4 separate regions of the Mus musculus genome follow, and regions 2, 3 and 4 are each linked to region 1. A link is a contact called in public promoter capture Hi-C data. All regions are on one chromosome and are shown on one strand. The core of a region is the stretch at or near the end of the contact, and the rest is flanking DNA. Distances in the headings are between cores, read along the strand shown. Region 1 holds the start of Mdn1 (midasin AAA ATPase 1). Region 2 holds the start of Slc35a1 (solute carrier family 35 (CMP-sialic acid transporter), member 1). Region 3 holds the start of Smim8 (small integral membrane protein 8). Region 4 holds the start of C9orf72 (C9orf72, member of C9orf72-SMCR8 complex).

Region 1 (5,616 bases), core at 237-2,736:
TCCACCTACAGCAATTTTGATAAGGGAGCCACACAGGACAGACATCCAGGAGATGTATCCCACTAGGTTTGGTTTTTCACATTCAATTTAGTATCAGAAAAGCCTTTTGAGCCAAGCTGGTCTTGACACCTGCCTTGAATCCTAGCAGTCTATGTAGAGGCCAACCTGGTCTACACAGTGAACTCGGAGACATACAGAGCTACATAATAGAGATGTTATCTCAAAAGGAAAAAACAAACAAGATGCCTTTTGGCTAAGGGTGTAATTCAGTGACAGAAAGTAGGTTCAACACCTCGGGAAAAACTCTCAGAATTTTCTCTGGCGAATTCTACAATGCTGCAAATGGCTCAGGTTCATTCATCTACAACAGTGACTTTCAACCTTCCTAATGCTACAATCCTTCAATACAGTTCCTCATTTTGTGGTAACCCCAAATCATAAAATTATTTTCGTTGCTAACTCATAACTGTAATTTTGCTACTGTTATGAATCGTAATGTAAATATGCTGGTCTTAGGCGACCCACAGGTTGCGAACCACTGGATGGGCTACACTGCTGTTGACTGCTAAAACAATGGAGTGTGTATGTACTTTATGCACTCTTGGCTGAGAGTTTTACAAAATTAAAATCACGTCTCTCTTGACTCAAGCTTACAGACAGAGCAGGTAAGGAAACTTAGAAAGAAATTAAAACGCAAAGTGAAAACTTGTCTAGTAAGGATGCTCAACTCAGGCAAAAGCCAATACGGCAAAGCTCTTGAAAACACATGACTCATTTGGTAAAAAAAATAAAAATAAAAAAAATAAAATTTAAAAAGTCTTTCATCTCCCAATTTAACTGTCTTGTTAAAACCTTCAGCTGTTTGTTATGAACGGTCACCGAAGAAGACGCGAACTCCCCGGGTGTAGAGACAAGATTTTTGCGTCTCCTCAGTGGTGTATTGAGACGCCCAGAAAAAATACTATGGATGTTCGTCAGTGGGCCAAAGGGTCAAAGTAAAGAAAAGCATCCTTAAAAGCATCCGAGGGGTGGGGAAAGGGAAGGAAAAGCACGTGTCTGGGGGGTGGGGAGGCGGACAGAAGCAGCCTCGCAGAAAAACCAACCGCGCCGATTCCTGAAGGGCATGAACTCCACCAGGGCCTGAGCGCCGGGCAGGGGGCGAGGAAATGGAAGCTGACCCCGAAAAACAAAGGCCCTTTCCCGGGACTCGGCGCTCCGCGACCCGGGCCCGCCTCCCTTCGCCCACGCTCACCGACTTGGCCAGGAACCTGTTCAGCTCGCCGCTGCTCTTCTCGTTCTTGGCGGCGATTAGCCGCAGCGGCCCGGATACCAGCTCCACAGAGAGGTGCTCCATAGTCTCCGGCCGCGGCCACGGGGCCGCGGGGTGACGGCCGAAAACCCACGACGGCAAGAAGACCCCCGAAAGCCGGCAAGCAGACACACACGTGGTGAAGGAATTCACGTTGCGTCATCAACCCGCGGCGGCGCGACTACTGCCACGCCCCCGTGGGCGGAAATGCGTCACTGCCGCGCCACTGCTAGTAGGAAGGGAAGCGGAAGTAGCTTTTGAGGTTAGCCGGTTGACTGATCCTTCTGAGAGTGAAATTCGCGTCGCCAAACGAGGAGCTGCCGGCGCGTGCGACCTAAGCGCACAGTGACTTACTCTGTATCAACACAGGTCCTGTGTGAAAGATAAGCGGATTCGCTGTCCAAGATTGTTGCCCATAAAAAGAGTGACCTTTTGAGAAAAATGGCCCTGAAGTATTCTTACAAATCCTGGAAATAATTGCTTAATTAAAAAAAGAGTAGGAGTTAGTGAGATGCCTTAGTCGGCTAAAAGCTCTTGTAATGCAAGCCTGATGCCCAGAGTTTGATTTGTGACCTCTATTTTACACCATGGCACGTGTGGGCCTTCACACACTTCGCGCATACTCCCCGTAGTAATAATGATTCCAGAAAGGCTGCGGAGTGCACAAAGTTAGAATTGTTAAGATGAAGGTCACGAACAAGTTAAACCTATAATGATGTCAAACAAAATATATTGAGAGGGATTGACAATAAAGAAGCCCATTACCAGCATAGTGCAGCTTACAACCATTTGTAACTCCATCTCTATGAGATAAAACGCCCTCTTCTGGCCTCTGTGGCATACATACATACATACATGTGGCACACAACACACACACCAGTTTTTGTTTTGTTTTGTTTTTTTGAGATAGGATTTCTTTGTAACCCTGGCTGTCCTGGAACTTGCTCTGTAGACAGGGCAGGCCTCTGACCTCAGAGATCCGCCTGCCTCTGCCTCCCCAGGGCTGGGATTGAAGGCGTGACTTTAACACCTGGCTGCTTTGCTTTTTGGTGGTGAGAACTGACTAGATGACTCAGCAGTTAAAAGATGCTTTCCCCTAAGTCTGGCAAACTGATTTCAATCTCTGAAACCCACCCAAAGAACTTGGATAAAAGTTTACTCTAAGTGCAGAGAAAGGAAGCTTCTTCCAGCTGTGGAGGCACTAACAATGAACACCCAGAAAGGCATTCAACCCCCAGAGCAGCAGCAGATTGGTATATTGTGGAAAGTGTCACACCAAAAATGAAATAAAATCCAGGGATCCAATCAGATGCAGAGGATATGGATACAGAATAAAGTACAAGAAAAGGACTAGCCGGCCAGTGGTGTATGCCTTTAATCCCAGCACTTGGAAGGCAGAGGCAGGCAGATTTCTGAGTTCAAGACCAGTCTGGTCTACAGAGTGAGTTCCAGGACAGCCGGGGTTACACAGAGAAACCCTATCTCAAAAAAACAGAAAAGAAGAGAAAAGAACTAAGATTGATGGTTTTTGATGCTCGATGAAACAGGGGATTCAGGAGTGTACACTCGTACACTTGCACCATTGACGTTTCTCTTTATTGTATAGCGTTTATCTTAGTTTACTTAATGACTACAGCTGCATACCTATGATTTCACTTTAGAAAGGCAATTGTATTTTAATACTTTGTATCAAGGAAAATTTGGTTCAAAAAGTTATTCTAGTACTTTACAAACTTTTAAGATGTTTTCTTACTGTCTTTAGATATCAGCACATATCTAGATGTAGTCTCTCATTTGGTACCATGTGGGTTTATTTCTATTTAAACTTTTTTGTCTATTATTTCAGTATCAGCACATTTCTTTCCTTTACTTTCTTTCTTTCTTTTCTTTTCTTTTCTTTTTTTTTTTTTTTTTTTTTTTTTTTTTTGTGGGAGGGAGACAGGGTTTCTCTACGTAGCCCTAACTGTCCTGGAACTCACTCTGTAGACCAGGCTGGCCTTGAACCCAGAAATCCACCTGCCTCTGCCTCCCAAGTGCTGAGATTAAAGGCATGTGCCACCACTGCCCGACATCTATTTCTGTCCTCTATATTTCTTAAATATGCTTTCCTTTTGGGTTCCTTTTGGGAGTTTCTTGACCTGATTTTTCAGCTTACTCATTCTTTAATTTTACTTTCTTTTTAAAAAGATTCATTGGGGGGAGGGTGGGAAATGCATTAGTTGTTAAGAGCATTTAACAATCAGAGGATCCAAGTTCTTAACTACTGAGTCATGTCTGGAGTCCCTCTATTCTTTCTCTGTCTCTCTTTTTCTTTTGAGACAGGATCTCACTATATATCCATGGTTGTCCTGGAACCTGATATATACAAGAGACTAGGCCCACATTTAGATTGCCTCTGCCTCTCAAATGTTAGGATTGAAAGTGTCCATCACAAGGTGTATGTGTGGACCTGCATTTTTTAGGTGCACAACCATGCAGAAGCCCATAGATGCCAGGAAGGGGCCTGGATCCCCTGGAACTGCAATTATAGGCAGTCACAAGTAGCCATGCTTTTGCTCTTTTGGTTTCTTGAGATAGGGTTTCTTTGTGTAGCCTTGCTGTCCTGGAACTAATTCTGTAGACCAGACTGGCTTTCAAATCAGAGATCTGCCTGGCTTTGCCTCCCAAGAACTGGGATTAAAAGCATGCAACACCACTGCTTGGTTCCTAAGCAGCCATCTACCTGCTGGGACCCATACCTGGGTCCTCTTCAAGAGTAAGTGTCCTGTCTAGTTTTATGTCAACTTGAAACATGCTAAAATATCTGAGAAACGAATCTCAACTGAGAGTTGCCTGTTGTAACTGGGCTATTAATAACCCTGTACAGCAGTTTTAATTAGTGATTGATATTGGTGGGCCCAGCCAAATATGATTCCAGCCCAAACCAGGCTGAAGAAGACATGAGGAGCCATTAGTAGTCTTCATGACTTCTGCATTAGCTCCTGCCCTGCTTTTGATGATGAACTGTTAAATGGCAGTGAGAGAACTAACCCTTTCCTCTCCAGTTTGCTCTGGCCATGGTGTTTAATCAACAAGTAGTAACTCCAAGACAAGCTTTTAATTCTTGTCTCTCCAGCCCCCATTTTGAAAATACTTTAAATGTAGGAGTATCATATTTATCATTCTTGCTTTAAAATCTTCTCTTTCAATGCTTATTACCTTCATTTAAATTCCAAAAGTCTTCATTAGTCTGGTCTGTTTTCTTTTGAACCAGTAACATCTCTTTCTCATCATTTTACTCTGTGAATTCACTTACCTGGTGGTAGGGGATGACAAGATGCCCTGGAAGGTGATCCAAAGCCAGGCCTCCAGTTTACGTTAGATGCTCAGAGAAGGGGCCAAGGTCTCATACTACAAAACCAGACCATTCTTCAAGTTTCTATCTACCAAAAAAATCTTTTAAGATTCCCCTCCCCCACCGCCTTGGACATCCTAGGAGAAAGAGCAAGGAAACAGGTACTACTTTGAAGTCTAAGGACTAGATTATAACCCAGAACTTTCATGAGACTAGAAAGAGGTATTCAGGCTGAATCAATACTTACACTGGTTTTCTCTAAATCATCACTTTTTTGTGTTGGCTTAGTTGTATTTGTAAAGACATCTGCAGAAGAGGCAGGTTTCACTATATCAATACATGGTGTGAGAAAGCTGCCAATGGCAACAGAATTTAATGAAGCCATCCTCAGTAACTGAGCTAATTATAGATGCTCATCTTGAAATACTTCAGCTGGGTGGTGGTGGTACATGCTTTTAACCCCAGCACTCAGGGGGCAGAGGCAGGTGGATTTCTAAGTTCGAGGCCAGCCTGGTCTACAGAGTGAGTTCCAGGACAGCCAGGGCTACACAGCGAAACACTGTCTCGAAAAAAACCAAAAACAAACAAACCCAAAAAGACAAACAAAAAAAGAAATACTTCAAAAACCACTCTCCCTTGGAATATTACCTCTTTAGAAATCATCTAAACACAACAAAAGAAGCATACTAATAAAAATAAAACAGGACTTCATGTTTTTATTATACATGACTAACTGAAAGGAAAGTTTATACAAAATATTTAATATAGATAAAAAAAACCTTGGCTAGCAAAACCATTGGTGTGCATACATAGACGTAGACACATACACTTACAGTATTTTACATCACAATAATTGTACATATATACAAATATACTATTTAAATTATTTCACAATTTTCCAAAATGAGGCAATTATAAAAACAAAAATGAATAGAAAGGTGAACTAGTTTTTACATTTAAAATGCTACAAAAT
Region 2 (5,583 bases), core at 1,415-3,914, 2.0 Mb before region 1:
GGGGACAGCAAGGTGTGAAGGCAACGGCTCGGACACACAGAATCTTACTGCTCTCACTGCGCAGTGAAGCTTCCCAAGGGAGCGCGTCCTTCATTGCATCTTATAGGGGACAATCTGATAACTTGTTGGGTCTTGTTGAGGGCTACGAGCCAGTGGCAGAGCACTTACATATAGCATGTGTGAGACCCCAAGTTCTAATCCCAGCACAAAAATATTTGTTTACGTAACAAGTCTCTTGGAATAATAAAATTATTCTATCAAAAATAATGAAATGACATAGTCTTATGAATGTAGAGATTTGGATCTATGATGGTTCAAATTCTGAATTACTTAGGTCTGCTCTCCTTCACTTTATGCTTTTCTTACCCTTTCCAAATTGTTATTATTTCTTATCTCCTCTGCTTTCTTTGTGGGGCTGAGGATGAATTTAGGGCTTTCCACGAGGTAGTCGCCTTGAGACCACGGAGTTATGGCATCTAGTCCCCATCCTCCATGGTTACTAGCCTGTGCAATCTGTCTAGTCTCATGTTTTCCAGTTATCCATGAACAGAAGTAAGCAAGATGAAAAACGAGTAAGCTGGAAACAGATTTTCATATTGTCAGCATAGTGTGACGCTCATTCTAAAAACCCACTATAAATCGTCACTTTCTCATATTGGACCGTCGCAACCCAGTCGTGTGCATTTCTCTTCAGCTCAGTCTCAGCATGTCACAGGTTTTCCCACTTTGTAAAGGATTCTTAAGTTTATTCTGTTCTTGATTAATTTTTGCCATGCAAGCTGATAAGTTCACTCCCCAGAACCTGCCATAAAAGGAGAGAATTAATACCAGGGGTTTTCCTCTCTCTTCCACATTCACACCACGGCATGCACATGCCTGCAATCATACCATACACATCCTCCTCCTCCCCCTCCTCCCCACCCTCCTCCCCACCCTCAGCCTCCCTGTCATCATCCATCCTCACCATCATAGAAAAATGCATTATTTATTTGTGAAATGGAAAGTTAATAGGCAAACATTAACTAAATGCCTGATTTTTTACATTTTTTTAGAGAAACATTATTCCCTATGTTCTCTTTCTACCTAGGCTAATTTGCGCCAGAAAATTACTCACTCCGTCCAGACTGACCTTAGCCACATGAGAAGAGATAACACCTCACAGGTGTACCCTTTGAAAGAGGCTAGCACCCAGTCCAAGAGAGAAGGCAGCAGCCGAGTGCCCAGGCCCCAGATTTTCATAGCTGGCCTTCGTGGGGGACAAAGCAAAACAACCTATGGGGTGAAGGTGAACTTAACCAGAGCGGTGGACGAAACCTAGAGATGGACGTTTACAGGAAGCTGCTCCTTAGTGGCACGGATGGAGGGTTTAAAGTGCTGTGCGTGTATAAAGCTCATTTGCGGGGCTGGCACAGTCACTGGTTGTGTGACTGTGCACTAGGGCACCGTATCCTGCCTGACTGTTATGCAAATCTAAAAGCAGTTTCTGTAGTACATTTTTCGTTTTATTAAAATTGACAAGTAAAACTCTGTCCGCGTATTTGTTTTATATTTTAGACAAAGTTTACAGCATTAAGATTGACATTGCAATGCCAGCTAGATAGTAGTATGCTTATCACTGGAATAGAGGCTGCTTCTAAAACCCTACAAAATGTTAAGCCCTGACACTCTGAAACACAACGCTCTGCTTCATTGCTATTTAGTGATAACAGATTTCTATATCATGAGCCTTGCTATCTGGAACAAGTGAAGCCTACATTCATATGCTGCCTTTTAAAAGCCAGAGAATTGATATTTATATTTGAATTTTGGGCTCATTGAAAAAAATCAGAATGTCTGATAAGACTGGCTGGCATTCCAGCTTGATCCTTTTATGCTCTGTTGTCTGCCTCAGAGCCCGCTGTGGCTTAAGCGCTTCCCACTTCCCACTCTGCGGCCTTATTTGGCTCATAAGCAGTTGGGTTTTCAGGTCCTGAGAATTCCAACTTTTTAGAGGTATAGTTTTTTTTTTTTCCTTTTCCATTTTTTATTAGGTATTTAGCTCATTTACATTTCCAATGCTATACCAAAAGTCCCCCATACCCACCCACCCCCACTCCCCTACCCACCCACTCCCCCTTTTTGGCCCTGGCGTTCCCCTGTACTGGGGCATATAAAGTTTACGTGTCCAATGGGCCTCTCTTTCCAGTGATGGCCGATTAGGCCATCTTTTGATACATATGCAGCTAGAGTCAAGAGCTCCGGGGTACTGGTTAGTTCATAATGTTGTTCCACCCGGGGTTATTTTCTAATAACATCCTCTAGTCACAGTAACCATTAGAGCGGTTGAAGTGCCTGTTAATACAATCTAATTTTTCTGAGGTCTTTTTGCTGCCTGAAGTTACCAAGTTAAGCTAGACAGTGACAGTAAGGATGATGAAGACAGACACAGTACTTCCGAGCAGTATGTAATATATACTAAATTTATCCAAGAGGTAACCATGGAAGGCCGTGATGGAGTTGAAAGTTATAAAAGTCCGAGTTCTCGGAGCCTCTCTAACGGTCTTCACACAAAGGAATAATCGAGAGCATTTCAGAATCCTTCTTGCGGGGCCCATCCTCTCGGAGGGGCTGGTCTCTAGAAGGAAACGCTCGGCCACCTTGACTCCGCCCCCCCTCGGTCGACCGGAAGCTGCGGTTTTCCGAGCCCCCGCAGGACCGAGTCTCCCAGACTTGTCGCTCCGCACGCCGCGCGGCTTCCGCCGTAGCCCCCGCTTCCTCCTCGCGCGTGTGGTGCGGCGGGCTCTCTAGGCCGGTGCGTCTCTATGGCCGCAGGGGCGTCAGTTCCGCAGACTCTCTCGGCACCATGGCTCCGGCGAGAGGTGAGGCCGGGCTGCGGGCGGTCGCTAGGGAACGGCGGCCCGGGGTGTGCTGGCCGGGCCGGCTCTGGGGGCCGAGCCCTCCCTGCAGGGAGCGGCAGCGGGCTGCACCCGCACACCGGTGCAGTGAGCCGCCCGGGCGCCGGCCAGGTCCCTGCCTGGAGCGAGGCTGTGGTTCGGAGCCCTGGGCTTGAGGGCGCGCGCTGCTCCTCCCGATGGCGAGCCGTCTGGCCAGGGCTGTGGTGGCTGTCCTTTCAGGTTTTACGTAAGCTGGCCCCAAGGCTGAGGTTTTATTCTATAGCACTGTGGCTAGGACAGGCCAAAAGGCGGTGACGATTTTGTATTTATTTATTTTTAAAGCAGGAACCAACACTACATGGTCTCATTCTATAGCCCACGTTGGCTTCAAACTCGGGGAGATTTTCCTGCCTCAGTTTTACAAGCGCTGGGATTAGTGGTCTGTGCCCTCATGCCTGGCGACAACGTCGCTTTTTTTTTTTTTTTTAATTTTGTTTGTTTGTTTTTGTTTTTTCACCATTTCCCCAATGAGCACTGGCTTTAAGTCTAAATAAATGTTGGACAAGCATTTAAAGAATATCCTTTTGCGTGGATGTGAAATTATTTATCTTTGGGGGAGGGGATTTGACATTTAACATCAGGCGCCATGTAAGTTTTCTGTGGTGGTGGATTGTCCCATATCAGATAAGTCCTGTAGCATCCGGGAAGAGGGTAATAGGAAAAGTAGGGCGATTGACAAATGAACACTTAAAAGATGCAGCAGGCAGATCGGTACCCGCAAGGGTTGTTTACAGATTTAGACTTCTTGCCAGCACATACGTTGTTACATTTGGGTGTGTTGCACTTTTTTATCCTAATGAAATACAGTTTCTATACCTCCTTACATAGAGTCATCTTAACGATTACTCACCTGCTACTTCCTGCTATGTCCAAGCTTTCAGGTATGACAGTAATAGTCCCCCTAAAATGTAACTGGAAAACAAAAGGATAACTCCAGACTGACTCTTCTGGGGGATATTCTCCACCCAGAAACAAATGCCGTGGAAGGTAACAGATTCTCCACAAAGGGGGTGCTGGATGATCAGTGGGCCAGGTTTCTAGTTAATGGCGTGATATGATTTGAATTCTTAGGATAGTTTAAAGTAGCTGCGTACCATGAATATTTATATTACCTGGGAACGTTGACATTCCTAATCAATGAAGTTTCATCCTGGAAAATGAAGAATTGTAGAAGAAATGTTTTGATCTTATGGTAAACTGAAATGTAAGTGGAAATCATGGTTACAAGGATTGGTTTTAAAAGTTGAAATGTGCTTCTAAAGTGGTATTACAGACCAAAGTCATCTATGTTTTATAGTATCCAAACTTAGACTTTTCTACTTTGATTAGTAATTATTTTCAAGAATTACATTTGCAGACCTTTTCATTATGGGTGTCTTAAACAAAACAAAACAAAACACCATGATATGGCTTATGCCTATTAATCCCAGCACTTAGGAGGCAGAGGCATGCAGAACTGTATCAAGGTCAGCTTGCTCTACATAGCAAGTACCAGGCCAGCCAGAGCTACATAGAGAGACCCTGTCTCAAGGAAAGGAAAAAAAAAAAAGTATGTTTTCTGGAGTTAAACATCTTTAGTATTTAAATTATCTTGCTTTTTTTGAACCAGGGACCTTTAACACAGCCCCCCCCCCCAAAAAAAAAGTGATTTGAGTTTTCACTTCTTAGTTATGAGAATATTGATAATTTCAGGTCATGGATGGCAGGCAGTCTTTCTGTAGAGAGCTGTTAGTCTCCGCCATAGCTGCTGAACCCTACAACTATAGGCAAGATAATTAAGGCAGATGAGCATAGCTGTCTCCTAATTACACTTTATGGACGCCAAAATTTTAACTTACTATTATTTCCATGTGTCTTGAGATAGGACTTACACATTTTTCCATTATTCTGAACCATCATATAAAACTATGGATGGTGTAGTTCTTGTACTGACGGATTAAATGTTACTGCTCCATATTTCTGGAGTCATAAACTCTTTCATAAGAAAGTTTTAGAACAATGGAAGTATTATAGTACTTCCCTCAGTGCCCTTTACATAAGCATTGCTGGTCTGGCAGATTGGACCATTTAGGAAGGAAAGATAAATAGTTATATGGCGTATTTCTTCTTCTCTGTTGTACTACTTCTTTGGTTTAAGAACTTGCTTACAACTTACAAATCCTGCTTTAATTCACCAAGGAGGAAACACTTATATGGAGACACTGCTTCCCTAGCTTCTTGTGTAATCATATTTTAAAGTATCTGTTTGAAACACCTATTTTATTTACCTATGATTAGGTATAATTACCTATGATTAGGCTTCCAAAGGAGTGAACAAAAGCACGTTTAGCACATAAGACGTCAGTTAATAACTAGCATCCCGGAGGAGTCTCTTGGCATCCTTAGGATTATGTGTAACCCGTGAACTAAGACCAGTGTTCCCAGGGGACACTTGTTACTAATCTGATGACAAAACACTAACTGTGAACACCTAGCAGATCCAATGTAAATCCATTCTCAGTAGATCTCAATGACAAGGATTAGATTCAATTATAATTAATAAAAAAGAAATTGTGGGAATTGGTTTTCTCATATAAGTCTAACACAATACTCTAAATTTTGTCATGGAAAGAAAAGAGAAAAAGTTCGAGCCTTGGGTGTTGGCAGTTTC
Region 3 (6,114 bases), core at 3,179-5,678, 2.1 Mb before region 1:
GGCATCAGAACACATAAAAACAACAACAACTGTAGCAGGGGCTACCCCAAAAGCTGTTGCCTGTCTATGAAGAAACCCTGTCCCCTAACTCAGATGTCTTCTCTGGCCTCAGTGTGAGAAGAAGCATCTAGCCCTGCAGAGACTTGATGTGCTTGGGTGGAGGAATAGGGAATGGGGGTTGGGCTTCCACTCTCTCAGAGGAGAAGGGATGAGACTGTGGTGGGGGGCAGGAGGGACCATGCTCAGGATGTAAAATGAAGAAAGGAAGGAAGGAAGGAAGGAAGGAAGGAAGGAAGGAAGGAAGAGACAAGACAATCAGTTAATACAGAAAATCGAGACAAGTAACTTAGACAGCAAAATAGAGGCTGAAATTATAGCACAGCTTATATCTTAAAATAGGTGACTGAGAAGAAATTCAATATGTATCAAAACATAAAAGTGAGAACTATTCGTTTGTCTAACCAATGTACACTAGTAAGGAAACTGTCAAGAACGTTGAAAGAAAACCCTCACTCAGAACCACACAGCGCTATCCTTTTCATCTTTATGAACTTAAATTTTATCAAATATTTTTGTGTCCCTTTCATCAAATGTTTGAGTAGTGATAGTAACGTAACTTTTATCTGTGAGTTTATCAATATTCTACTTCCTTCTGGAAGAAACTGTGGAGAATTCAATCTCCATGGATGAGGTACAGAGCGGTCCTTGTTGCTTGAGGGGTAGTGGTAAAAGATTTGTCAGTCTAAAATGAAACCAAACTGAGCCTCTTCCAGAGGGCACAGCTCTCTGGGGTTCTGTTTGATTGTGAGGTATTACCTCTCTCGATTGTAATCTCTTCACTGTGAATTTTTAGCAACTGCTGTTACTAACAAGAAAAGCACATTGCTTATCACCAGGTTATTTTATTTAACTCCGCACTTTCACAGCTTGGCTGTGAGTAAAAACATTTACTCTATAAATAGCCTTGCCTTTAACACTGTCTGTCTTAGTCCAACATCCATGTTACTTAAGGGAAGCGTCCAAGTTTTCAAATGAAAGGAGGAAGAGGAGAAGAGGTGGGGGAGATGGGGTGCAGAAGATCAAGGGCGAAGGTGATGTGTTTGAACTTGAGACTTTCCAGAGGGTTTGTGGCTGGTGGTGGGTGGGTGTTTCTTTTTTAGAGGCATCATTGAACACTTTTCAGAATGCTGTTATACTTCATCAAACATTGTGTGGCTCAGCGGCTCAGTTTCTTGTTTAACGCCCTAAAATGATAGAGTTTAAAGCAAGTAAATGGAGATTCTAATCTTCCCAAAAGCTCCTGTTCTTTTTTCGAGTCTCAGGAAATACCTTCTCAGAACAAATGCCATCGCATTACAATAAAACTGCCCAGTCAACCGTCTTTGCAATGATGTTAGAAGTATGTTTCAGGTTCCAGAAATCACCACTGCAACTGAAGTGCCTGGACCAGGCAAACTTTATTCTTCATTGAGAGGAGAGGTGCACTTGCTTTTTATCAGAACCCAGGTGAGTCTTTCCCCAACTAATGGGGTCCAACCTCATAATCTCTTTCAACTGTGTAGTCTGAAAAGAATTGGCACATGGGAAATAAAGAAGTCTCAAAACATTTGCATAAAAGTCTTAAAAGGTTGGGGGAGATAAAAGATTTTACTTCTTTGTCCTGAGTCCTAAACACAAGTTTTATAGTATTTGATAAAAACAGTTCATATTTTGTATTTCTTTCAATGATCACACATCATAAAGATTTGTGATTAGATCTTTCTTATTTAACCCCAGCCATGAGAAACTGTTGCTTGATCTGTTTTACTGAAAGCTTTTATAGTGTTAAAAGTTGGAATTCTCGGGCTGGTGAGATGGCTCAGTGGGTAAGAGCACCCGACTGCTCTTCCAAAGGTCTGGAGTTCAAATCCCAGCAACCACATGGTGGCTCACAACCATCCGTAACGAGATCTGACGCCCTCTTCTGGTGTGTCTGAAGACAGCTACAGTGTACTTACATATAATAAATAAATAAATCTTTAAAAAAAAAATAAAATAAAAAAAAAAGTTGGAATTCTCAGTTATTTTTAAAAGACTGTAAAACCATTAACCAAAGGTCATATAAAGAGAATTGACAATTTGTTATAAGTGCTAGAACAGAAAATGAAATATTGACTGAGTTTATCTATACAAAGCTTCACTAATAACTTAAGTTATGGTTTTTAACTCTCCATGAACCTGTGTAGCTGTGGCAGGTGACGAATGTTTAGCCAGATAATTACTACTAATGGATATGCATGTAAACATTCTCTGTTGTAAACTTATTCGATTTATGGTTTGAATTTTGTGTAAACTTGTGCTGAACTTTTTACCATGGGATCATGTATTCTGAAAGATGTAAATAAGTGCTGAGGATAAAGAGAAGGGAGCAGTTCTCCTTGTCTCACTTCTCTTAGCAATTCTCTTTGTCCCACTTTTTTACATCCTGCCTTTTTCCTAGATCCCTTACCCACCTACCCCCCTTTTTACAAGCCTGTTTCCCCCTTTTTCTCAGAAAGCTTTCATCGGAAACTTTTTACAACTTAGAAATAAATGCTCAAATCACTTTCCAAAGTGTCCCTTTTTTCTTCCTGTGACTTCAACTAGCAGGATGAAAGTTAAAGCTGTGCAGTTCCTGCTGGAGATAGAACAAAGGCCACTTTACTTAATCTCCTCCTGTTTTAGGATGAGGTGCAAAACAGTTGCTCACCTCAGAAGATCTCAGAAGGCAGGTTAGCTACTGAAGCACAGTGACTTATAATTGAGATAGGAAAACGTATTATTATTATATAGTAACCCTAAGTGCCTTCTAAGACCAAATCTTATCACTGCTAATGCTCAAGGAGAGCCAGAACATGAAAGAAGATCTTCCAGGGCTGGCCCTGGGCAGGTTCACAATTGTCTTTAACTCTAGTTCAGGAATTCCATGCCCTCTTCTGCCTCCAAAGGCATCAGATAGAAAACTCACGCATAGACATATATAAACAACATATATATATATATATATATGATACTACCCGAAATAAATCACAAGGACTGTTAATCCCACAAGGCAAGAATAAGACTACTATCACAATTTTTGAGCTAAGCAGGCTTTATTAAATACTGGCCAGGACAAGGGACACTGCCCAAGGCCATATCCAGGAATCCCAGAGTAACAAATTACATTAGTCAGAAGCGTATACAATCAAAACTGACAAGGCTATATACATCCCACTTTTATGTAATCAGGGGCAAGTATACATCCTGACATATTTCCTGCCTACACCTCCCACCTATGTGTGCACATCCTGTGCAGCTGAGACAACCAGCCTTGTTTACAGAAGTGAAAACAAGTGGCTTGTTGTCTTACAGGAGCAACAGCTCCCAGCATTCCAAGAAGCTATCTGTTCTTGCCAAGAGGGGCTTACAGTTTAGAGACATTTCTGTTTTATGCCTAAAGCACACAATAATTTAAACTTAAAATATACCTTTAGCCTTCACAGGACAACTCAGGAGTCAGGATGGGAGGCCATAGAAAAGAGAGAGTAGGATTGGTTTTGAAAATTACCACAAACAATGTTCACATTTGTCAACTGATAATCCATTAATTATATCATATACTTTGGCTTGATGTCCTCGTAAAATAAGGCTAGGACTTATATTACTTAAAAAAAAAAAACCCGTGTTTGAGAAAATACTGATAATGTATGATTTTTGAAATTAAATATAAGCGAACTATTAATATCTATGTGAAAAACAAAATCGTCAGTGCTATCAGAGATCCCGTGAGAAGTCTCTTTAACCCCTGGAGATCTAATTTGGGAAACTCTGATTAGTAATCTCTGATCAATTTGAATGTGTTTTTTTTTTTTTTTTTTTACACAAGTGATGGTAGATGATCCCTGTCTCAGAACGGCTAGACTGACCACAGTCCCGGTTCTAAAGACTCGAACCCTTCACCACCACATGTAAAACTTCTAATTCCAGTCCCTTTTCTCTTAAAGCTCTTCTGCCACACCACTGCTCAACTAAAAGCACCCTATAAAGCCCCAGACTCCTTTTTGGCGATACTGCACTTCCTTCTCTTGGAGGCAGCTGGATTCTAGCCTGAATCTTTCCATTTCCATTAAGTGCCATTAGGTCCCATTTCCAATTCTGGATATCTCTTTATATAAATATACATGAAACCCACGAAACGAAAGCTTATTTGAATGTGAGAGGCTGAAAGTCAAAGGCCCCAAGAAATCAAACCAGACTGCTCATCTGGGTTCCAAAGCCAAGGGCTCCTGCAGTTCCAATGCCAGGGCTCGGCCCGGACCCCTGCTCTACGGCCTCCGGAGCATAGATGGCGCTGTGGTGCGGCTCTTAGAGCCCCGGCGGGAACGCGCACTGGTTGGGCGCGCACCGGGCGAACCGGAAGGAAAGTCCAGCAGCGGGCGTTCGCACGGGACGCCGGAAGTCTCTGAGCCTGGCGGCGTCCGAGCTGAAGCTTCCCCGGCTTCCCAATTGCCCAAGGTCAGGCTCCGCCAGCCCTCGAAGGGGAGGGTTGTGGTTTGCAGAAGATGCTAGGGTAGGTTGCCGGGAAGCCTGCCCGCCGACCACACAAGTTTTCACACTTGTTTATGAAGATTTATACTGAGCTCCGTAGGAGCCTGGGTATCTGACCGCGGTCTGAAAAGCTTTACAGCCTTCAGGTCCTTGCCACAGTGACACTCTTTCCCCAATCCATGAGTGGGGTAAATTACGAGGTGGAAAGTGGGTTTTGTGTGTGGTGTTTTTCTTTTTTCACTTTAAAGTTATATTTTACAGTAAAAACGATAGAGTTTATTTTTTAAAATCTAAGCGATCTCATTTCCCCACTGTGAGACAGGGGGCTGGCTGTCTTGGAACTCGTTCTGTAGACAAAGCTGGCCTGGAGCTCAGAGAGATCCGCCTGCCTCTGCCTCTCTAGTGCTGGGCTTATCTTAGGGTCCTGCGTCTGGTAGTACTTTATAAATGCAAAACACTTTCCTCAAAAATCAGTTTTGGAAAAAGATGCTGATGGAATAGGAGTCCACTACAATGGGAAGAATTGGATTATCCTACCCTAGTAGTGAAAAGGCATCGAAGGTAGGAAGGTTGCACACTATCTGTAGGATGACCGCTATTTTGTTAACATCTTTCCTTTTAAGAATGTTAACAATGTTAAATACACATCTGTAATATTGCAGTGTATAATATCATTCCTTTTATTAAGGTGGAATCAGAGTTGTCACTTACTCAAAAAAAAAAAAAAAAATTCCTTTAGAAGCACCAGAGTTGAGATTAAGCTTACTTAGTTCCCTCAAGCTATAAAGCCCTGATTCTTTCTCAAAGTTTCTCATATTAATCTAAACTATTGAAGGTGTCCTACTCCGGACTTTTACTTTCTTAAGCACTAAAAGAGTATAGTATGTGAAACATAATAACAAGAGTATCTATACTATCGTTGAATGTTTGGTCCATTTGAGGCAGTTCTCTATATATTTGAAAATAGAGTGCTTTTCCTAAACCAGTTCTCATTGTTTATATCTTCATACTTCCCCATACAATATAATATAGGTAGCTATGCCAATCTTGTTCTAGTGAATTTGGTGTGTACAGACACGGATAGTTCATTCGTTCACATGCACACATGTGCAGTATGTGTGTAGAAGCCAGAGGTCAGCCTGATGATGTTCCTCAAGGGCCACGTACCTTGTTTTCTGAGACAGAGTTTCTCACTGGGACCTGGGACTTACTGATCCCAAAGGGCTGACTGGTCAGAGAGCCCCAGAGATGAGCCTGCCTCCCCCACCCCAGCACTGGGAGTTTTATGGACATACCACAGCCTGGGTTTTATATGATGCTGGGGATTGATGCAGGCCCTCAGCACTGCTAATTAGTAACAATATATCGTCTGACAGTTATCAAGTGTTTATATAATGAGCTTCAGTGTTTTCTCCCTCATTGCCCACGAGTCCACCAGTCCAACCTCTTCTTCCCAACAGGCCCCTCTTTCCTCCCTCCCCCCTAACCTCCCTGTGTGCATAAAGTTATCTACCAGAGCAAGAACAGTTTATCAATGGGTATACCACTGAGGGAGATGGCACGTTC
Region 4 (5,984 bases), core at 1,249-3,748, 2.6 Mb before region 1:
TACTCCCTTTCTTTTTCTTTTCTTTCTTTCTTTCTTTCTTTCTTTCTTTCTTTCTTTCTTTCTTTCTTTCTTTCTTTCTTTTAATGGGATCCCCCCGCCCCCTTGATAGCCTTCAGCATGTAGTGTAGCCTAGGATAATCTTGAACTTCTAATCCTCCTGTCTCAGATTATAGGTGTTTGCCATCTCGTCAGTTCGTTTAGTATTGGGGAGTAAACCAGTACGTGGTAGGCAAGCCCTCTGCCAAATGCCCTCCACTTTCAGCCCTGGAGATATAGTTCTATAGCCAGCATATTTTCACTTAGAGCCTGGAGTTATTTGAGGTAGATTATTTGTAAAGTTTGAGAGGACAGGGTTAAAAATCTATCACACCAATATCATGAATCATATTTCTACATACAGTTAGCATCATTTTCTCTTTGGTTCTCTGGAGGAAAGATGTATTCTACCTTACACCTTTCAGGCAATACAACAATTATGAACCAGCATACCTACTTATTATTTTCTTCCTGATTAATAAAAGTTAGCTACAATCCAATTAAAATATATAGGCTACTTTACCTATGCCTAAGTAATTGTTCCATCTGATGTGAAGAAAAAGGTCTCCACTCATTGATCACAAAATATAAGTTGTATCATGGTTTATTTCATTTCCTGTGGTCATACAATATTTTAGATCGTGATGTTTCATTTTTTTCTCCAAAGAGAGAAAAAGAGAGGAATATGGTAGGGACCAAACCCAGGGAGTCACACATGCTAGGCAAGCCCTCTACCCACGAAGCTACATCCCTAGTCCTTTCTTGGTTTGATTATTTTTTTTAAATAAAACATTTATTCTAGGACTGATATTACACAAAATAAGTTATTTGAGGGACACTGTTTTTGTCTCTAGGTAAAATTTTGAAGGAAAAAAAAAACACTAAGAAGGTATATTCCTTCAAAGTTCCAGTCTTATTCTGAAGTGTAATGTTATGTTAGTTTGACTCACAGACAGGTTTTAAAGAAGGGCTTACTTCAAGAGGACACCAAACAAATACCTTCTATTCCTAGTGGGCTCTGGAATCACAGAAAACTGACCCAATCAATTACATTGATAGCTCTGGCTTACTACAGACAAGCAAATTATCTTAAGTGTGCATGCATGCGCGTGTATGTGTGTTAGTACCTAACACCCACCTGGGAACTTTTCAGCTTTTCAGTGTGGGATATAGTATAAACGTCTATTCCTCGTGTTGTGGATTAGCTGACTGGCCTCACTCAGCTGCCTTCCTTACCTGCAAACTCACCCACTTTGACTACAGCATCGCACTCTTAACCCTAGCCTTCCAAACATGGTCCTATGCTATTTCTGTGTGTCTGGATGTATTTTTAACTCTCAGATGTATACTTCATTTATGAGATATACATCTGAAGACCACGGTACAAAACACTGTAAGAACTTGATAGAATGACAACTGCTAGGTAAAAAAAAAAAAAAAAAAAAAAAAAAAAAAAAAAAAAAGCATACAATACCTGGTGAGAGTTCTATTTTTACCGAAGGTGGTATTGATAGGTATTCTGTTATTAATGCCTTTCTTTTCCCTATAAATGATGAAAAGTTGCTGGAAAATAATAAACACTACTCATCTGTAGTGAAAAGCCACAATACAGTTACAAACCAATCAATCAATCAATAAATCAGACGTCATGGTGTTCTTTTCCCAAAGGTTAAAAAACAAAGTGCACTGTGCTATTTGGCAAAAATGACGTTTAGAAGAAAACACGGTGACTACGCACAGAGGGTGGGGGAATCATTGTGCTTGTTGCGGAGTGAACACGTACAGTGTGCACGCAGACTTACGGCATTTAACCGTGTCATAGGGACCAAAGGAAATCCACTCACTCACTAAATATTTGTTGAGCACCCACTACCTGCCAACTCCCAAACAAAACAAAGCAAAACTACTTACAACCACAAACTACGCTTCGTAACCTAGATAGATAACGCAGGTGACACTATCTATCTAGGTTGAGCTCAGCTCTGCCCATGCTTTTCCTGAGCGGCTCTTGGAAGAAAAGCTACAAAGCCCATGACAGCCTCCGCCTGGCCAGCTGCCACTGGCATCTCAAGGCTGGCAAAGCAAAGTGAAAGCGCCAACCCGGAACTTACGGAGTCCCACGAGGGAACCGCGGCGCGTCAAGCAGAGACGAGTTCCGCCCACGTGAAAGATGGCGTTTGTAGTGACAGCCATCCCAATTGCCCTTTCCTTCTAGGTGGAAAGTGGTGTCTAGACAGTCCAGGGAGGGTGTGCGAGGGAGGTGCGTTTTGGTTGCCTCAGCTCGCAACTTAACTCCACAACGGTGACCAAGGACAAAAGAAGGAAACAAGACTGCAGAGATCCGCACCGGGGAGCCCTGCAGATTCTGGGTCTGCTGTGGACTGGGGGCGGGACTGCGACTGGGCGGGCCTGGGGGCGTGTCCGGGGCGGGGCGGTCCCGGGGCGGGGCCCGGAGCGGGCTGCGGTTGCGGTCCCTGCGCCGGCGGTGAAGGCGCAGCAGCGGCGAGTGGGTGAGTGAGACGCGCGGGCGGAGGGGGGCTGCTGCCACGGTCGGCTCGCGGGCCGGCCGGCTCCGGGTACCAGCGGGGTTTTTTTCTCCTTCGAGGTGAACTCCTCCCTGTCCCCCGGGCGAAAGAGCCCTTGGCCTTGCAGGAGTTGCGGGGGCCGCGGCGGTGCGGAGGGGATGGGGATGGGCCTCATCTTTGCTGTCCGCCCGCGCTCCCCGATCCCGACCCGGAGCGTCTCCCGGGCCCTTGAGGGAACCCTCCGGGAGTACGGCGAGCGCGGCCCCCACCGCCACAAGCCTGGGCCCCAGGGGCCTGGCCCGGCGACAGCTGGTGGGTCCTGCGACCCAGTCAGGTCTCCCGAGGGTCCCCGCCCGGGAGGAGAAAGCGCCGGTGGGATGGAGTAAGGACGGACAGAACAACACGCAGGCAGGATTTCGCAGAAGTTTGCAAGGAGTGCGGATGCCCACTTACATGGGCTGCTACTCTTACCAGGTTGTTCCCCAGTTCTGTGGGACGTGACCTGGTTGCCTCACAGCTCCGCGGTTGTACAGACTTATTAAAGGAAGTGACCATTGTGACTTGGGCATCACTTGACTGATGGTAATCAGTTGCAGAGAGAGAAGTGCACTGATTAAGTCTGTCCACACAGGGTCTGTCTGGCCAGGAGTGCATTTGCCTGGGAGGGATTGGTTGCGCTTTCTGGTGTGGGGACTATTAGGCTCTTGTAGAGTTTTGTCCCGGCAGATGGATAAATTTCTTGTTACACTGTTCCCGTTCGTCACCAGTTGAGAAAAACGGGTACACAGTCTGTCTCAGTAGTACTTTTACTTTATATTAAGGGCCCAAAAGGGACTGGAAAATACTTTAAGATAGAATCGTTAGTCCACTTGGAAAACTTAAAATATGAGAGAGAGAGGGGGGGGGGAGAGAGAGAGAGAGAGAGAGAGAGAAAGGAAGGAAGAAGGAGGAAGAGGAGGAGGAAAGAGATTGAGATTATGTTAATAATATGGAATCAGAATATTTGAAATATAGTAAGCGTCCCCTCAGTTAAAGAGGACATTCCAGGAGGCCCCCAGTATAGCCTGAAATCTCAGGAAACGCCTACATACACCCATCGTGTGGATATAGGTGTTTTCCCTTCATTACATTTCATACACAGATGTTAAAGTTTAGAAAGTAGGCACAATAAGAGATTACAAATAACTGATAATAAAGTCGAGCCATTGCAGCTGCTCTGTAAAAGTCCTGTGAATGTGATCGCTTTGTGTTTCAAAGTAACTTACTGTACTTCACCCCTGTTAAGCAAAACAAGATTCACCTGAACGCAGGCACCTTGGTACCTTGGCAGACACCAGATCTGATAACCAAGAGGATGGAGAAGTAGTGGCAGACAGTGTGGAGAGCATGAATATGCTAGACAAAAGGGTGAATCATAACCTAGGAGCAGAAAGCAGGTATTTCATCATCCTCCACAGTAAAAACCTATGTCACGTAAAAAACCTACAAGTAGTTTTTCTTTTACTCTTTTTGAATGAAAGCTTGCTACAGGCACTGAAAGTTAAAATAATCTGTGGATCAGGAGGAACAGGGGTTTTCTGTCTGAGTCACTGCTGACTAGCACCTCAGTGACCATTGGCACTGTGGGAAACCCCAGAGTCAGTTGGAAACTTCGAAACTAAAGGTGACGGTGTTCTTATTTCATAGAACACAAAAAATAAGAGGGGTTACAGCCTGCGCTGCAGACTGGACATTCAACAAGCATTTAAATTTCTGGGAGACAAATGTAAATATAACTTTAAAAGTTGGTAAAATACTCTGTTTGGCTATGTTGGCCATCCAATGTTTGCTTTTAGAAAATGACTGAATGGATAAAACGTCTATCTTTTGAGCCTGCCCTAGACCCCCATGTTGAGTGAATACTGTCCAAGTGTTAGGTTAGCCGGCCTGAGAAACTTGGATCTAGGCAAGATGGCACAGTCCTGGTGTCATGAGTATGCATGTGAGTTTTGGCTGAAATTGAACATTTGTAGAGAATGACAAAGGCTGGTCTGGCAAGTAGTCCACTGTCTTTACAGTGGTCTTGGTTAGTTCCTGTTTGGCTGAGAGGGCTGGTTGATGGCTGTCCTGCCCCTCTTCCCACAAGTGGAAGCCTTATGGTATAATTCTTGATCACAGTAGCAGTAGGCAAATGAACTTCCTCAAAGCAGCCTGGAAAGCTGATTTTTTTTTCTTTCTTTCTCTTTTTTTTTTTTTTTTCACAAGGTTAAAGAAAAAACAAAGGGCTTCAAATGTGCCAGTCTGCTAACAGTGTTAACATGTTTATTAACATAAATAAACTTTATTAGTTTTTGGAAGTATTGGTTAAGCCCTCGTGACCCCTGAACTCGGTTTATAGAGTGATGAGTCGTAGCCTCACTCTGGTTTGGACTCTGGCTTCTCTCAGAAGACTCTGTGGCTAATGTTAACCTTCTGAAGTAGCCAGAAAACATATAAGCAAAAGTCTGTGAGGTTGAAATGAATTTTTTGGCCACATTTGTATATGGGTTCCCACCAATGCTAACTTCAGGTGTTAGTAATATCAGACTCACAGCTTCCCTGATTACACTTCGCTATAAGACTTTATTTTTTAGGTCATAGGAATTTCCCCTTTTTCATGATTCCTAAATCATGAAATAACATAGTCTAAAAATACGGTATTCCTGAAATAAACAATTTCTAAGTTTTAAGCTGCGTGCTATTCTGAACAGTCTGATGCCCTCTTGTAGCTTTTACTGTGTCCTACCCCGGGCATGGTTGATTCCTTTGTCCAAACATCTGTCTGTTGTATCCACACTGGATTGCACCACCTGCGTGCTAGTCAGTCACTCAGACATTTTAGTTATAAGGTAGCTTATATTTACTCCTTATTTTATTTAATAATGGCCTCATAGCAAGGCGGTAATGATACTGGTAATTTGGGTTTGCTTAAGAGGAGCCATGAAGTAGTTTTAAATGAAAAGGTGAAAATTCCCACTATAGTTTGGAGGGGGAGGCTATACTGGTACTACTACGATTCACGGTAAGACTAAATCTTCTGTGAAATTATGAAGGAGAAAAAGTTACACTGGTCTGGTCTTGCTGTTGGATTAATTTTATAGTTATAACCACTGTACATGATAAATAACCCTAAAACAATGAATTTGTAGGTGGATGGCATAATCTGAAAACCATGTTCTGAGCAGTTGATGGCAGCAGGCTGTGCTGGAAGTGTTAGGCATATTTATAGATTTCAGCCCAAGTTCTGAAGAGGCTGGAGAGATGGCTCAGTGGTTAAGAGTGCTTGCTATTGCAGAGGACCTAGGTTCCTCTACAGGCACCAGGCAAGCGTGGGACACACTGAGATACATACAGACAAAACATAAAATTAAATAAATTGTGCATAATAATACTAGTAATATATGA

What was found. Promoter capture Hi-C pulls out the DNA fragments that hold promoters and counts their contacts.
Region 2: a contact with region 1 is called in a promoter capture Hi-C map of liver, with 6 times the contacts expected there. The contact joins the promoter of Slc35a1 here to the promoter of Mdn1 in region 1. A contact is called at or near these places in 4 of 39 promoter capture datasets (the HPC-7 cell line, hippocampal neurons and liver).
Region 3: a contact with region 1 is called in a promoter capture Hi-C map of liver, with 3 times the contacts expected there. The contact joins the promoter of Smim8 here to the promoter of Mdn1 in region 1. A contact is called at or near these places in 2 of 39 promoter capture datasets (both in liver) and 1 of 484 Hi-C or Micro-C datasets (CD4 T cells).
Region 4: a contact with region 1 is called in a promoter capture Hi-C map of liver, with 5 times the contacts expected there. The contact joins the promoter of C9orf72 here to the promoter of Mdn1 in region 1. A contact is called at or near these places in 1 of 39 promoter capture datasets (liver) and 1 of 9 other capture datasets (adipose tissue).

Annotation. Positions count from the first base shown.
Region 1 is chr4:32,652,989-32,658,604 of GRCm38.p6, reverse strand. Mdn1 (midasin AAA ATPase 1) reads right to left here and starts at 1,486. Exons shown (of 102, transcript NM_001081392.1): 1 at 1,253-1,486. The coding sequence starts at 1,354. Casp8ap2 (caspase 8 associated protein 2) reads right to left here. Exons shown (of 11, transcript NM_001122978.2): 11 at 5,334-5,616.
Region 2 is chr4:34,684,519-34,690,101 of GRCm38.p6, reverse strand. It overlaps Slc35a1 (solute carrier family 35 (CMP-sialic acid transporter), member 1), which reads left to right and starts at 2,664. Exons shown (of 8, transcript NM_011895.3): 1 at 2,664-2,858. The coding sequence starts at 2,843. Cfap206 (cilia and flagella associated protein 206) reads left to right here. Exons shown (of 13, transcript NM_001347062.1): 13 at 1,088-1,528. The coding sequence ends at 1,318.
Region 3 is chr4:34,776,680-34,782,793 of GRCm38.p6, reverse strand. It overlaps Smim8 (small integral membrane protein 8), which reads left to right and starts at 4,428. Exons shown (of 3, transcript NM_001330757.1): 1 at 4,428-4,515.
Region 4 is chr4:35,222,350-35,228,333 of GRCm38.p6, reverse strand. It overlaps C9orf72 (C9orf72, member of C9orf72-SMCR8 complex), which reads left to right and starts at 2,498. Exons shown (of 11, transcript NM_001081343.2): 1 at 2,498-2,546.